Linked DNA regions of Hordeum vulgare: region 1 is linked to region 2. The links are chromatin contacts, called in public Hi-C maps. All regions are on one chromosome and are shown on one strand. The core of a region is the stretch at or near the end of the contact, and the rest is flanking DNA. Distances in the headings are between cores, read along the strand shown. Region 1 holds the start of LOC123443921 (mitochondrial import receptor subunit TOM7-1-like). Region 2 holds the start of LOC123439988 (heat stress transcription factor C-1a-like).

Region 1 (4,726 bases), core at 2,122-4,621, 770 kb after region 2:
AAGATGGGAACTTAATACCAGTATGATGTGCAATTGTTGTCATTGACTACTGCTAGATAAGATTGGAGCATAATTTGTAGCAAATCAGCTACTCAAATATAATGGTCCGCAATTTTTATTTTGGAAATTTACATGAGAAGTATTGACATCTTTGGTGGATTGCAGCCCTCTTACATGTTTACCGACAAGGAACATCGTGGAACATTTGAATACTCAGAAGATCTTGCAAACTTAACTGTTGGGGCAGAGGCTCCAGAAACTGTCATTTCTGCCCAAAGATACCAAGAAAACGATAATGATCTTCTGCTAAGTACTTCAGATAAAGAGGACAACGGTATAAGAAGTAGCAATGGTTCTTACACCTCTACATACAATGCTCCTTCCGACTTGCTCAGTTCGCAAACACCAGCTGAAACTGCACTAATAAATCCTGGTAGTTCGACATATTCAACACAAACAAACTTCAGTCTCGATGATCTTCTTGGACTTGGTGTTCCTGATACCCCAGCACCTCCACCGCCTCCTGCACTGGCCCTCAACTCAAAGCCTGTGCTAGATCCTCCGACTTTCCAGAAGAAATGGGGCCAACTAGCATTATCCTTTTCTCAGGTGTGTTGCTTTTAAGTTTTTGTCCCTGCTACATTTCATGATTATGGGCAGCGCAACATAGTCTTGTGTCTTTTTCTCATTGCCCGGTCAAGTTTATTACGATTTTAGAAGGTGATCGCTCCTGAAATGTCATTGCCTATGTGCTGCTGCTGTCTAATTTGTCCATGAAGCTCATCTCAGCTGAGTTTGAAATTAGCAGTTCTGATGTAGTGATGTTCTATGTTCCTCTCAATGGTTTCATTTGGTTATTGTGATTTTACTTTGGTATTATTGCACAAGAGGATTCTGTGTGATGATCAGCTATTCAGCTTAGGTTTGTCGTTTTCCTGTGTGGGTCCGCCCTTGAGATTCATCACATTGATAAGTTTGAAATTGTAATTAACAAATATTCTTCTCTTAAATGGTTTGTTCTGTTGTAGGAATGCTCTTTAAGTCCACAAGGAGCAGCTTCTTTGATGAATCCCCAATCGCTCATTCGTCATATGCAAAGCAACTACATTCAATGCATTGCTTCAGGCGGTCAGCCTCCAAATTACAAGTTCTACTTTTATGGTCAGAAAGCTGGGGCTGCTGCCGTCTACCTTGTAGAATGCATTGTGAACACAGCATCAGCGAAGGCCCAGCTCAAAATTAAGGTCGAGGATGGGACTACTGCTGACGCATTTTCTACTTTGTTTCAATCAGTATTGTCCCAATTTGGGCGTTCTTGATTGTGAGCATTTTCCGTCTTGGTGATGCATCTGGCTCCTGCTTTTCTGGCTCTGCCACAATATCTCTGCAATCCACTACTTTAACCTCCAAGCAAAGCCTTCCCGTACATCTTTCTATCAGAAGCTTGGAGCAGGTGAAATTTGCCGTTCACCTCCCAGTGATATGCAAGTACCATCAGACCATTAGATTTTGCAGGGATAAGACACTGGGGTTGTTTTTTTTTGGGATTTCTTTTGGTGGGTGAAGTGACTAGCACTGTACATTACTATACAATTTCATTCAGTCATCTGGTGAAGCGGCCAATTTCTTCAGGGTAATGGTGGTTTAGATGGTGTGTAACCTTGTTACTGGACTGGAGATGAATACCACCTCCGCTGATGTGGAGAGAATAGATGGACATCTGTAATTTATTTGCAGGGTGCAATAAAGCAAGAGTATATTCGACTTGTATAAGTTGGAATTCAAAGTTAAACATCAACTTCTTAAGAACATGTACAATACTTCAGACAGTGATATAGACAAATCATATGATAATCTGTCAGAAATTAGACACCATACAACGGCAAAACCGTTGTCACAAAAATTTCTACGTGGTAATAGTTAAATGCTGCTTACTATCTGTACATGCCTTGATGGTAAGGACCCTCTTAGACTAAGTAATTTGGATCAGTAACATGCATGTGTTACTATTTATTAGCTTCTAGACTCATTTTATCTTGTTATGTGTGATTTATATGTTTTTTTTCATTAATTACATGCTACATCATTTATTTTGTTAGATGTGTGATGTTATCATCTATGTTAACTCTCACTATGAATAGTCTTAGCCGTTGAACATGGATGGTCACATTTTGAACGATTTGGCAGTTTTGTGCGAGGGGATGACAACTTCAGAGTAACATGGCAGTTTTTTTTTCATAAGAAGCATTTTTTCATTTAAAACCGCAACCATTTAATCTCGCGAAGTAACTAATACTGCTAGGAAAAAAGCCAGATGTGTGACATGAACACATACACATGGCAACCCTGAACATTTTAGGTCATAAGTTTAGTGATGTAAAGATGAACTTTAGTTGTCAAGCATGACAACTTTCTGTTCAGATGACAAGCCGCTTTCTGTTCAGATGACAAGCTTAGTGACGTGCTTCGTGCCACACGTGTCACAGGGCAAATGAATGACGATGGTTATATCAGGTATAAATTGTGTCCAGCAACAACATTAGCCACGGCCTCAATCAACTGGCATGTATTTTGATGTTCCATAAATCCATCTAGGCTACACTAAAAAAATAATAATCCATCTAGGCTGCTGAAGCAGCAAAGCTTCTGCTAGCATGTAGGCCGAATGAATGAGCAGTTAGTCACCAAGACAACCCAAATTACGCAACACAGCTATAATTAGTATTGCTTACTTTTAATAATCAATCAAAGTAATACACACGCATCAGGCAGAAAAATACAACTCAGACAACTACACTGAAAGTTAAACATACCATATAACATATTAAAAACAGATCCGTAGCATCTCAGGTATCTAACAAGATCCGATCCAATCCAGGATCGATCCGACCGCATGACATTATTAGACGCAGATAAAAGATCACCACCCATGGATCCAGAACTCAACCACCAAGATCCAACAAACATAAAAAACTTTAGTTACTAAAAGGAGATGGATCGATCCAGTCGGGCTCGCCAGGAATTGGATCAGACGGGGGACAGAAGCTGGAGCAAGCTAGGTTTGGGCTCGTCTCCCTTAGTCATGCCGACGACGATGATGAGCGGGATGAAGCCCCAGTGCGCCACCACCTTCGCCGTCTTCATCGTCCACGTGCTCCACTCCTTCGCGAGCCGCACCGCCACCGCCGCGGTGGACTGCTCGTCCTCGGCCGCGGACGAGCCCCTCTTCCCACCCTTGCCCTTTGGCTTCGGCTTCAGCGACGGCCGCGACGCCATGGCGACTCCTCTTGATTCTTCGATTCGCTGGACGAAAACCCTAGAGCTGTGCCCTTTGGGGATGTGTTGATCTCTCGGTCGTTTGATCTGGTGCGTTGTTTCCGGTTAATATTGGCTGCTTAGTGGGCCAGTCGTCTCGTGTTAGTATCTCTCTGGGAGACCTCTCATGGGTCCTCAAATGCTATTGGGCTAGCTTTATCTTTGAATTGGGCCAAACTTTCCAACTAACCAGGGGCGGGGCATTGTGGACATGATAGATGAGTGAGTCTTCTAAAAAAAAAGATACTCACACCGATCTAGATTAATTGTCGCAAAAGTTGTATTAGAGGTGCGGCAATTAATTTGGATAGTGATGCTATGAACGACTAGCCCACGAGCATTCCTTCGTTGGGCTTTCCAACGAACACTCTTAAAGCATGTTCGTGTGCCTTTCTAGCGCACACACGAAACGCATGGCGGTGCTATTGCATTTCAAGTTTTTTTTTTCTGCAGGTTTTTTGGTTCTTTTAGCTTTCCGTTTCTTGTTTGGATCTTTAGATTTTGCTTTGTTTTTCCAAGTTTTATTGTTTAAAATTTTTATGATGTGATTTTCATGTGAAATATAGAAGCAGAGTTGTGCTCACGGTGAAGCACAGTTATACTTCAAGGCGAAGTACAACTGTGCTTTCATGTGAAGTACTCCCTCCATGTTAATTTTTTTGTTTTAGATTGTCTAGATATGAATGCGTCTAGTCACATTTTAGTATTTAGATATATTTATTTTTAGACAAACCGATAACAAGAATTTTGGGACGAGGGATTACAAATCATGCTTTTGTTCTTCGTCCCAAAAATGAAGCATGCGGTGTGTTTTTCTGTAAAGTACAATTGTGTTTTCCTTTGAAATTAAAAAAACATATTTATGTTTCTGTGTGAAATGTAGTTGGGTTTCTTCCAAAAATGAAAATCATAGTTGGGCTTTCCAAAGTGAAGCGCAAGTTGTGCTTTCCAAAGTGAAACATAGGTTGTGCTCCCCAAAAAAGTGAAAGACAAGTTGTGCTTTCAGTTTCCTTTTTTCTGGGTTTTGGACTTTTAGTTTCCTGTCTTTTTAGTCTATGTTTTTTTGACAAAAACTTCATCTTTTTTTTTCTCTCTTAGTTTTCATTTTTTTTGAAAAAGTTCATCCAAAATTATTAACATTGGATTTAGTTTCAATGATCTCATCCGAGAAACACAACGATAAAATTCATGATTTCAATGCATTATTCAATAGATAAAAAGTTTTAAAAAAAGTAAATCTATACCTAATAATAAAGCGGCTATTGTTTCCGTCGGAAAACCCACCGTGGCATTTTTATAAGAAAGCCCCTGTAATTTTTGTTATTCAACCCACGCTCAATCATTTATCTGCAACGCAAAAGAAAAAAACGATTCGCTGCAAAAATTATACCCGTGCGCATCGCCTCCTCCC
Region 2 (4,474 bases), core at 366-2,865:
GACAACAAGGGTGCTGGAAAGGGCAAGGTCAGCTGTGGATGATCCTCTCCTTAGTTAGCATGTACGTTAAACATGCCAACTTTTGGTAGTCCGATGGCAATGTCCAAATGTAGTAGCTGGGTGATGTGTGTAATGCATCCTTTACGTAGTTGCATGAGTTTGTATGGATTTGAGGTGCCCGGACACGTCCGTGAGCGTTTAACGGGATAGATTTGCCAAGTTTGATTGCTAGATGCCCTCACACCACATGAACACAAGATGAGTGTTACCCCGTCCTGGTTTATTAGTCTCTGTTGCAGTTTGTGTCAAAGTTTGATCATATATTTGAGTATCAAAATGTCAATACATGTCATAAAAAATTATATTATTAGATTTGTATTTGAATGTGATTGTCAATGATTATATTTTTTCTATATATAATTTATATTTTATTAATTAAATCATGATTAAAATATAACTCAAAATGCGAGGAGGACTAATAAATTAGAACGGAGGTAGTCGATAGTATTCACTCCGTCTTAAAATAAGTATGGATAATTTAATATAAATTTTATACTAATTTAATTATAAATTTACAACACTTATTTTAAGACAGAGGAAATACAAGAAAACGTCTCTTTTTGAAAAGAGGGTCAAGGAGCACGAGTTCAGCGAGTCTTGGCACCAACCAAACGCGAGGAGGCAGCACGACTGATCCCAATTATTCCCATCCACTCACAAAAGCCTTGTAGGAGACAAGATATTTTCGAAGAGAGCACACCTACATCATAGCCTCGTAGTACTTTAATTGATCAATCCCGTAAAGGGCATGAGGCGAGGGCCTGGCCGCTTTCGCCCGCCCATATTTTGTTGCTACAGGCATAGTCCCATATCTGTCGCATTATCATTTGATACTGTCCACTCGGGTCGCTTTGATTGGCCGCGAATTAATATATGCTATGGATTAGCTAATTAATCAGCCATCCGTGGCACGTATGCGAGCATCTTGTCAGGACCAAACCCAGCGCGCGCCTTTCACCCCTTTCCGGTGGTGTTTCGTCGGCCGGTGGCACGCTAGCACGGACTAAATCGGGTCCATGAATGAGCTAGTGACCTTTACATTTTTCTAGTACAAGCTAGTGTTTGTACTACCTTCTCAGTCAGTGTACAGTTGATCGAGGCGACCAATCACATTACCAGCACAGTGCTGGAGGAGCAAGTGGGCAACCATTAAGCTGCTAGCCCCTACTCCGCGGCCAGATCGAGAGGAGCGAGCTTGAGAGAGACCGCACCAGATGATCGAGGCAGTTCCTTTCCGAAAGGAAAAAAAAAGATGATCGAGGCAGTTGGGTTAGCTGGGTTTTGATGCGATCGGGACGGCGCGTCACCTCCTCATTGTCTGCACTGTTGGAGCACGCTCTGGTCCAAAAGGCGGCACGGTTTTAATTATAGTACTCCTATATATCACCGGAAATCTCACGCGATGGCGACGCCAAGAAGGCTGGGGATCGATCGACATGCTGGTAGTCTATGTGAAGGATCAGCAATTCGACACTTGTCCCGTTCTCCAAGCGCCAGAGACGTCTATATATATAGATTACCCCGAACAGGTAAGCTCATCACATGGGTTATTAGTTTAGCCATGTCCTCCTGTCACGCACGCTGCCCATAATTAGTAACCATAGCCTAATTGGGCGTAGCCCGGCCCCTCTCTGCAAGCAACCACACCTGCCTGCCTGCCTGCCTGCCTGCCTTTTGAGGGATTTTGACGTCTGCGGGTGAGTTAGAGTAGAGGGAACTCCCCGTGCCTGAGGCAAGTACGCAGGAGGTACATAGATAGGATGGACAGCCTCCATACGGAGCTCGCGCTGGGGCTGATCGGGTGCGGCCACGGCGATTTCCAGACGGCGCCGTTCGTGGCCAAGACGTACCAGATGGTGTGTGACCCTAGGACGGACGCTCTCGTCAGGTGGGGGAAGGGCAACAACAGCTTCCTCGTCCCGGACGTCGCCGGCTTCTCGCAGCTCCTCCTCCCCTGCTTCTTCAAGCACGGCAACTTCTCCAGCTTCGTCCGCCAGCTCAACACATATGTGAGTACTCCTATCCTACCTAGTGAGGCTTCCCGTGCCGCCGTCTTTTGTCTTGTGTTGTCCTAGTAAGGAAGGACTAGGAGTGGTCTTCAAATGGTAGTACAACTTGCTTGTACGAAGGGTACTCTAAGCTTTGCACGTGCACTGTACACTTGCTAGAAGTAATGTCTGCTTAATTTGCTTGGATGGAATTGTTGCGCAGGGCTTCCGGAAGGTGCACCCGGACCGATGGGAGTTCGCGCACGAGTCGTTTCTGCGCGGCCAAACGCACCTGCTGCCGCGCATCGTGCGCCGCAAGAAGCGCGGCGAGGCCGGTGTTGGCGCCTCCTGCTCCTCTGCAGTCGGCGGCGCTGAGCAGCACCAGCACGTGGTGGCCAATATGGGAGACGAAGTGGAGGAGGAAGAGGAAGAGGAGGAGAGTGAGGCGCTGCTTGAGGAGGTTCAGAGGCTGCGGAAGGAGCAGACGGCTATCGGGGAGCAGCTGGCGAAGATGAGCCGGCGACTGCAGGCGACGGAGCGGCGGCCTGACCGGCTCATGTCCTTCCTCGCCCGGCTCGCCGAGGATCCCAGCGCCACCTCGCTCCACCTTCTCGAACAGGCAGCCGAGAAGAAGCGCCAGCGCATGCAGTTCCCTTCCCGTGATTTTACTTCCTTACCCATCGCGCTTCCTCTTCAGCCCGCACCTTCACCGCCGCCGCCACCGCTATTGGCGCTCGGCGACGCGGCCATGGGCGGGGTCAGAGTCTGGCAATGGGCGGAGCCGATACCACTGAAACTCACAACCTTCGAGCAGCCCTCCGCGAGCTCTGGGGTGCAGCAGGTGCCGGAGTTCGAGAGCGGCCGCAGCGGCAGCGGCAGCGGCATGGGCCTAACTGACGGTGGGACCGCGGTGGAGACCCCCTTCCCGTTCTGCCTACTTGGACAGTGTTTCTTCTAAACACGGCGCGTCGTGCATGCACATGCACTACCTTCTTCTACTTACTAATTTAGCAATCATTTGTACACGCCTACAAAAATCAACGTTATATTAACTCTGCTATACTCATGTAGTAATACCAGCATCGGTGCGTGTTTTGATTATTCTTACAGGGTACATATACAATAGACGGTGTAACATTTTGCGTACGTTCGGAACGAAATGTTGCGTGGACATTGTACAACAACCAGCGTATCGACCGTGCAAGGTGTTAATTAGTACTCCCTCCGTAGCATATTGGTTGCAATACTCCATCGATACATATTAACAGACGCTTATATGATGGGACACATGGAGTAGATGCAATAATTAGATCGGTGATAGCAGGCCTCTCATCATCTTGTCAACCTCAGGGACCATGGGCATCTCTAGTTTTATTTTGATCCGGACATAACTTTTTCCATTACTTATCTTAACGAAAATACAAATTTGTGTGACCCAACTTAAATAAAGTAGACTAAAAAGAAAAACGCGAGTTCAGAATATCATCGAAAAACCAACCGCAACTGCTCGTCATCGAAACACTCACTATGAGGCGATCCCTTAAAAGGATTTAGAGGAGCAAAATGAGCAGCTAACCACACCTGGCCGGACTCTTTAACATTTAGAGGAATAACAATTTAACAAATTATTCCTAACGGTAGCTTGAGTTTCTATGATAAATTTCGGCTCCTCCCACTTTCGCCCGAGGCACCATCTCTTCCAGCCACTGCCACTAATGCCCTTGATTTCGTCTAGAATGGATACGGAAGCCGCCGGCTAACGTCACTGACGGAATTGACCCTCCACCGCCACCCGTGTCAAGGAAAAGTCTGGGGACAAAAAACTTGCGCTCAACCGCCGCGTAGTCTTCAATGTTAATATTTCTACCACATGAGGAAATACCAATTATCAATGACAAGAAGTATTTTGGAAATAATAGTCATTGGTAGATCACAAATATACCCAACATCATCTTTTATCCCTAAAACGCAAACAAATGACACTTGTAGAGATAACATGACACTTAGGAACAAGATAATTTACAATATCAACACTAAGTGGCAATACTTTAAATGTACACATTTTCTAGGCTTTTAATATGCACATAGCATATTACTCCCCCATAATGTGAAAACCCAACAATATTAATAAGTGACAAATTAAAACCAACAAGAGATATTTAATGAACCATATAGAATTTGAAATTCTCATGAGTAAGACATACCACATAAAAACTAGATAATCTTGAAATATCAATACTAAGTGGTATTTCCCATGTATACACATTTATGAAATTGTGAGGTGTGCAAAGCACATCACTCCCTCACAATGGTATAATCCATTAATCTCTCAGAAGAGCCAACAAAGATACAAACAAGATGCAAAAAGGCTCAATACAAGACTCACATGTACATGATGTGCAAACGAACATACACATACTCAATTA

The links. A called contact is a pair of places that touch in the nucleus more often than the background predicts.
Region 1: a Hi-C map of leaf shows a contact between it and region 2, with 4 times the contacts expected there. The contact joins the promoter of LOC123443921 here to the promoter of LOC123439988 in region 2. A contact is called at or near these places in 3 of 6 Hi-C or Micro-C datasets (leaf and seedling) and 1 of 1 datasets of contacts at active chromatin or transcription factors (embryo).

Annotation. Positions count from the first base shown.
Region 1 is chr3H:382,763,076-382,767,801 of MorexV3_pseudomolecules_assembly, forward strand. LOC123443921 (mitochondrial import receptor subunit TOM7-1-like) reads right to left here and starts at 3,372. Exons shown (of 1, transcript XM_045120486.1): 1 at 2,700-3,372. The coding sequence starts at 3,276. The coding sequence ends at 3,028. LOC123443920 (beta-adaptin-like protein A) reads left to right here. Exons shown (of 11, transcript XM_045120485.1): 10 at 166-609; 11 at 1,029-1,770. The coding sequence ends at 1,319.
Region 2 is chr3H:381,997,832-382,002,305 of MorexV3_pseudomolecules_assembly, forward strand. It overlaps LOC123439988 (heat stress transcription factor C-1a-like), which reads left to right and starts at 1,616. Exons shown (of 2, transcript XM_045116583.1): 1 at 1,616-2,069; 2 at 2,272-3,149. The coding sequence starts at 1,821. The coding sequence ends at 3,006.